Regions from separate parts of the Mus musculus genome. Here region 2 is linked to region 1. The links are chromatin contacts, called in public Hi-C maps. All regions are on one chromosome and are shown on one strand. The core of a region is the stretch at or near the end of the contact, and the rest is flanking DNA. Distances in the headings are between cores, read along the strand shown. Region 1 overlaps 5730522E02Rik (RIKEN cDNA 5730522E02 gene). Region 2 overlaps 5730522E02Rik (RIKEN cDNA 5730522E02 gene).

Region 1 (3,628 bases), core at 92-2,591:
TAATCTCATGTTGATGTGATTTCTAGAAAGAGAAAGTTAAAAATGCAGATGCACTTTTAATGAATGCTTACTCTTCTCTTTGTCTGGAGTCTAAAAAAACACACATTCTTTCCAGTTATTGTAGCAGTATTATTTTGTATAACATTTGAAGCAATGTGTGCTGTAAGGCATCCCAGTATCCCAGTATCCCCATCTACCTCACACCCTTCTGACATTTTTACCTGAGGGCTGGTCCTCTTGGTGAGGAGGAAGATCTACTGAATGTAAGCCATGTGGTTTTTATTCCTTCATCCTGATTGTAATAAACTTAAAGGGACATGCTTAATGTTCAACAAAAAAGAAGGTTTCTGGGGCCATTCCAGCAGGAAGATAATGTCACACTGCAACAGCAGCGAGAGTGTTAAGATCCTGCCAGACAATATGGTCTCAGATTCTAACCACACGGGTCACTTCTGGACAAGGGAGCCTTTGCAAACTTGTACAGCACTCTGTGACAAACATCTCCATGATCCTATGATTATTATCTTGCTGTTTTTATTATTGCTGTTCTGTGTCTTCTTGGGGAGTGACTTCCTCTGGGAAGTTAGTATAGTTCACCTTCTGGCAGGGTAAACATTTTTTTTGCATCACAGGGTATGATTTAGCCAGTTTCTCTGAGTTGTTCAATTGCTGGGAAAACTGTAGGGTTTGGGCTTTATGCCTGAAGGAGACACAGCTGGAGATCAGCTAAGGGTGCATGCTTCCCCCATCTCCCCATGTCCTTTGGGCCCAATTCACCACAACCTGAAAGGGGGAGCAAATTTGCCAGAAGGCAGCCTTGTCTTCACATTCATTTTAAGTACTACTTCTGAGGACCTAATAGGACCCAGGCCTGTGCTTTAGACTGTTGGAAGTTAAGATGTTCCAAGTTTTAGAAACAAGTTGAGGTTGGATTGAGTCACATTTTGAATGTGCACATGCACGCGCGCGCACGCACACACACACACACACACACACATGCACACACCATCAAGCCTTACAGAGTGAAGGGTAGAAATGGCATCCAGCACTCTTGTCCTTAGAAATTAGTTAGAACACCCCAGCAAAGCCCCAGGGAAGGTGGAGTGGCTGGGACATTAAGCAAGGTATTTAGGGATCTCTCTTTCCAGCAGGAAGGAGGAGAGCGGGGACATTGTTAATTGCAAGAAAATGGGCAAAGAAGCGCGCATTAACTTCCATGCTCTAACAGGGCAAGGGAGAGAGATTACAAGAACAGCACAAAAACAAATGTGTGCGGCCTTCTCCTGCTTCCCAAGGGAGGGAGATGAGCATCACAGGATTTGCTGCGGAGCCCACGGCCAGCACAATCTATTAAATAGCTCAAGTTAGTCAATGTAGAAGAAATTTTTAGACACACATGCCCAACCATATGTGCATGGCCAAGATTTAAAATAGAAAAGTGAGAGACTGTTGGATGACTGAGGATTTTTCCCTTGCCAGGAAGTCCTCCTTAAGGATTTCATAGCTTGCAAAAGAGAACTGCTTGCCAGACAAGCCAAGAAAAAGACATGGAAGATTGGGACCTGCTTCCTTAATGATGAAATGTCATGCTGTTATGTAAATCAACCTGAAGAAAAAAGGCAGGCATGATTAAGATGGCTTTGCAGAAACAAGAAAGGTCTTGACATCTCCTCCTAAAATTGCTTTAATTCCTCAAATCACAGGGCTGGAGGCACAGGCTGAATTCCATGGTGGCTGCATAGAGAAAAGTACGGAAGCTTCTCTCCTGTAAAACCCTTGCTTCAGTTCAACTTATACTGTATGACTGCAGTTAGATGGGTTTGTAACGCCTCTGAATTGTTACATTTATGGCAGAATGAGGTGTGGCCACTTGACTGCTCTGTGTTTTTCTTCATGTATATGGAAGAATATTCTAACAGAATGAGATGGGTCTTCAGTTTCATCGAGAGCAGCATTATTACATCTGTGTTGTGTGTCCAAGACACATAAGCATTATTACTATGAGTGATATATATATATATATATATATATATATATGTGTGTGTGTGTGTGTGTGTGTGTGTGTGTGTGTGTGTATGTATGTATATATATATATATATAATATAACATACATATATATTAGTTTCATCTGTGGACTGTGGACTATAGGAACTTCATCACCATTGCTATATTTGTGTAAAGTGTGTGCTGTAACACATGTACACACCAGAATTATGTCTGTGTGACATGTATACTATACTACACACCAATCAGCATTATTGTATCTTATGCAATATAAGGAATGCCAATTTAGCCTAAGGTCAAAGATAATCACATTCTATTTTTTTTTTCAGAAACAGTGGCCAGGGGTACAGTATAAAAACAAAATTATCTTCTCACACATTGGAAGCTTTGGCCCTTCACTGCTCCAGCTCTTGGGTTATTTGCTCTAATTTCTGCGTTAGAGAAGAATTAAAAGCATGTCTTCTAGAAGTTCTATACTCAGAAAGCTTCCTCCTAAATTGTACCATCAATTTTCAATTAACTTAGATTCCTATAATTTTATGACCAGAGGGGACTTCAGAATTGATTTAATCAAATTCTGTCATTTTACGGAAGAGAAAGGTGAGGCCCTGAAATGTTAAGTGAGTTGTTACATTGCACAACTACTTGGTAAGTCAGATGGGCAAGCTCGTCTTCTGGCTTCCATTTCTGTATTCTTAATACCGTAACTTATTTCAGCACCATGTTACATAATTATGCTTCTATATTTCTAGAAGTAACCTGTATCTTCCTACTAAAATTCAACTCCCCTCCCCAAGTCCCAAGTTACTAAAGTAAAAGTGGCTCCTTGGAAGAAAAGGGTTGTCTACAAGACAATAAAGCAAGAAGGGGAAATATGGCTGATGGAAATCATAGTGGGCTGTGTTGTATTATCGGCCACAGGCACATTATTAATCCATGCCACAATTAGGCATTATGAGAAATAACAGCATCACTGCAATTAAAGAGCAGCCTAAGAACCCCTGTGAGAATATGCTTTTTCTCCAGCAGGGAGAAGCCACTTCAGTGATGGGCTGGTACACTGCTCTACCTATTGTCAACAACTGAAATGTGTGACTTCTATAGGCAACATTAATTAAGTGATAGGAGTTCACATTACAGACCTTCCCTCTCCGGAGAAATAAGTTATGACTTCATGCTATACCATGATGCCACAGCTTCCTAGGGAATCTCATCCCATCTTCTTGTAGGCATCTGTATCCCTAACCCCTGGGGTATACTTTTATTTCAATCTTACTCATCAAACTCAGTTTCTCCTTTACAAGGACCATTGGCAGGCTTCCCAGCTCCTAAAAGGTCAGAGCTCCACTGCTGAGGAATTCTGCACCATCTGTCTATGCTAAGGAAAGGCAATGGAAATATCAATAAGGAAGAAACTCAAATCAAACTGGACTGGGTTGCATTAAGTGTTATAGGCACATTCTTAACCTATGCCAAAGACAATCCAGTATTGTGAAAAATAACCATGTTAGCATGATTAAAGGGCCACCGTGGACTACAGCAAGCATCTGTGATGCCTGCCCATCATCCGGTGCTGGCATCTCGACTAACTCCACAGCTTTGGGTGAGTCAGTGGATCTCTCTG
Region 2 (3,712 bases), core at 321-2,820, 120 kb after region 1:
CACACTAATCATCATGTCCTACCAGCCGAGTACATGCAAATACAATCCTTTGTGACATTCTGTCAAATATTTGGAGGATTCTGTGTTCCTTATCACACCCCATCCCCATGTCCCCATCGACAAGCAGGCGCCCAGAAACCAGTGCCACCAATGGCACAGACTCCAGCATAGGCATACAATGATGCTAAATTAATGAAAAGAAAATTAAAAATTGACAGGGAAGTAGCTTAGCGGGCAGGGTCCAGGCAAACTGAAGTTCATGTTTGCTGCTTTGCTGAGCTGCCTGTGGGGGTCCTGAGAAATCTCTGCAACTCCATTCTGGATTCTGTGTCTAGAGATGTAAACATTGCATACAGTATCCAGCACACGACATAATGGATCAATGCGTGTAAGACCCTGCATTTGGAAAATCTACACTTGAGGTCAATATCTATTGTCACCGAGCCCACATATGATCAGAGGGAGAAAATGGACAAGTGTCACAGGACTAAAGAGTTGGCTACAGTACAAGTGATGTATTTTTGAACATTAATTTGCCAGAGTGGATCTGTTGTCTGTTGCTCCAGGCTGCGATTTTAATTATTTCTGGGACAAATGGATCAGTGATACACTGAAAATCTGTAGGACTTCTTGTCAAATTAATAAAATAATAATGGAAGTAGTCATCTCCAACTGCAAACTGTCACTGTCTTTGAGAGGTCTGTAGCCATCTAAATGGTTAAACAAACTACAATGTTCTTGAATCCTATTTGAAATCCTAAGTGTGGTGACATAAAATAGATTGTGTAGTGTCCATTGTACACAGTGACACCCACTGTGACAAAACCCGACTATGTTTAATGACCTTTTAAAATCTTATACCTAGAGTCCATAAAAGCATTGTAATTCAGTTGTAAAACACACTTTAATAATCAAAATGCAGCTGTTAAAATAGCGTTGCTCATAATTCTAACTGGAGGCAATTTTTTTTTTGTTTTGTTTTTAATGCAGAAGAGCAGACCACAGTTTAAAATTCCTGTGAGGTCACTATTGGCCATTACAGTGGTTTTTTGCAACTTAATAATAGATGTTTTAAAGTTTAAGTGTAGCCTCAGGCACTCATAGGCATTTATTACAAATCGCTGGTTGCCTCCCTTATGCAGAGAGGAATAACATTTACATACAGTAGCACGGATTAATAAGATAAAAAATTTGAAAAAGCCGTCAGTCAGGGAGTGAAACTGGTGCTAATAAAGCCCACTATATTCTTCGGAAATATCAAGCCGTCTGTTCCAATATTTTGCCATTCCCCATGAGGTATACAAATCCAAATCAGATAAGTCTCAAGCCATGCCAGAGACATGCTGCGCGGCTCTCCAGTGGCACTCGGCTGAATCTTTTATTTATCTTTAGAGCAATTGTACATTCTAGTACACTAAAGACTGAAATAAACTGAACATCACTCATCAGAAAGTTTCATAAAATGGGGCCCTCTCCTTCCTTGTTTGCTAAACCATGATTAGCGAGAAGAGCGCACTGTGAAGCATGTATCACGGGCAAGGAAATGTAATAGCAGGCTTGGGACCCGTGAGCAAGGGCTAGTTAAACAGAACAGTGTCTTGCCGGGTTGAAGTGTTGCTCACATGAAACCAGACCTAAAGGAGAGCAGGCTGCTTTGCAAGAGCAGTCTACTGCCTTTGCTTCTTGGTTTTAGGCTCTAATCCAAAGGTAGCCGGGAAAGAGAAAGGCAACATGCGCACATAATTTCACACGATGATTAGACTGCAAAGATCCTTGTTATAAAAACCACTGTGTCAGTCTCCCAAACTGCAGCATGACAAAGCTGCGCTTGGACTCATCCCTGCCCCTTGGAACACTGCTAATTAAAAAGTATAGCCGCTAGAGCTCTGGTTGGGGAGGAAGCTGCCCGTTGTTTCCGATCCAAGTGAACATTGATAAAAGAAATTTATTTATTTATACATAATTATTATTGTTACCCTACTGAACAGTGCTGGGGATTTAGAGAAATGAGACGCCATGGTACTAATTTTTCTTCAAGAAGTCTGCCATATTAACTCCACTGAATAATTACTGAAAAGCAATACACTCGTGTCATATTACCTTATGCAAAATTGCATTAATCAAAAAGTGAACCTGCTGCAATCAAGTAATTTGAGGGCGGGGGAAGGCATACACACACTGCATATTTTTCTCGGGACTTATTTTCCTTGCAGCAGAGTATTACCTAATAGTATTGTAGCAATGATCTCCAGAAAGGAGTAAATCAGAGAGGAAAAATTAATTTACAATCTAGACCTGACATTGGGGATGGATGGATGTGTGCACAGAAATGGCAAAGGAATGTCCACGTACTGTGATGACACATCCTCCACTGCTCCGACTCTGTACACAATAAAATAAATCCCGCTTGACCTCTTCAAGGAGTCAGACCATTGTTCCCCACACCAAGAAGTAAACGCAGCCGCTTAATTACACCCAGGAAGTCTTATAGAGCCCAGGGCTTACGCTAGAAAATGAACAGTTTCTTGTGATGGGCTTTCTTCAGACATTGGGGAGAGGGGAGAACAAATGTGTACGTGGAAAAGATCATCCCAGGTGTGCACGAAACGTGGCAAATTAGTACGGGTTCTTGTGCATGCATAATGTCTCATAAACACCCAAGTCCTAACAGCACTAATGTGAGTGCCATCGTTTTTTATAGCCTTTTGTCTTCTAAGTTTTGCAGTGGAGAGTGGAGAGGTGCCACTCAGAATATAGACTGGAGCAACCACAAGGGACGAAAGAGTGCTCATTACAAATGTGCATTTCGTTTCTTAATTTTGAGAAGGCTAGGTTGCAAGGAGGCAAGATGCACTGCTGGCTGTGTTGTTGTTGCTGTTGTTGCTGCTGCTGCTTCTGTTGTTGTTGTTGTTGTTGTTGTAAGAATCGTTATTTTTGCTAGATTCATCTTAGTGGCAGTGCCTGCAAAGTGCAGTTTCTCCCACTAGCCTCTCCCTGGCTAGCTGTGAACAGTGCCCATTTTGAGATTAGGAGATTAGGTTATTCATCACTTGAGACGCTCCCTGCTGTGCTGCTACTATCCCAGCGCAGCCAAATCAAAACATCTCTGGAAGGCATTTCAGAATAATTGAATGCATCATAATTTCCCTATTAATACATATCTCATATTACAGATTATGCATGAAATGTTCACATTATCTGTTACTTTTTGTTAACGTCTTGCTTCTTGCCAGTAAATTTAATACACAGAGTGAATCAGCATGCTATGATGAAGGGATAGGTTACTGATAGCCATTTTTTATTTTTTTTTTTTTAGGATTCAGTAGAAAATTAAAGTAAATCGATCATTTTATAGCCCCACTGGAATGGCTACAAGGGCACGTTGCTAAGCAAATGGTAATTTAAATGTACTGTGTAATTTTTCTATGTAATTTACCGAAGGCAGATTTTATTTCTCAGTATCAGATGTTCTTTATCTCTTAGTGCATGATGTATCTGTGATGGACACATTATTAATCTATATTGTAATCAAATGCTACAGCCCAACAACTGGCCTTGTAGGCTCTATAGGAGTCAAATCTTGTACCCTGCAACAACAAGGCTTCTAATAACACTAAATGGGGATGGGTGATCCAGTCAGTCTTCACTTGTATAAACAGCATGCGTTAAACTCTCCTGGACAAGCAATCAAAGAAAATCCAAACGAAATTTA

Evidence for each region. Hi-C and Micro-C count contacts between places; a contact is called where the count stands out from the background.
Region 2: a Hi-C map of cortical neurons shows a contact between it and region 1, with 2.1 times the contacts expected there. The contact joins two enhancer-like sites. A contact is called at or near these places in 4 of 484 Hi-C or Micro-C datasets (cortical neurons, cumulus cells, embryonic fibroblasts and 1 more).

Annotation. Positions count from the first base shown.
Region 1 is chr11:25,736,065-25,739,692 of GRCm38.p6, forward strand. The region is part of intron 2 of 5730522E02Rik (RIKEN cDNA 5730522E02 gene); the gene reads right to left. Among named protein-coding and RNA genes, the nearest start is that of Gm51856, 46 kb to the right of the region's middle. Within about 2 kb of position 1,342, at least 10 of the 459 cell types and tissues checked have an H3K27ac peak or open chromatin away from gene starts, as enhancers often do. A contact at or near this core is called in cortical neurons, where this site is marked.
Region 2 is chr11:25,854,356-25,858,067 of GRCm38.p6, forward strand. All of the region lies in intron 2 of 5730522E02Rik (RIKEN cDNA 5730522E02 gene), which reads right to left. Among named protein-coding and RNA genes, the nearest start is that of Gm51856, 73 kb to the left of the region's middle. Within about 2 kb of position 1,571, at least 26 of the 459 cell types and tissues checked have an H3K27ac peak or open chromatin away from gene starts, as enhancers often do. A contact at or near this core is called in cortical neurons, where this site is marked.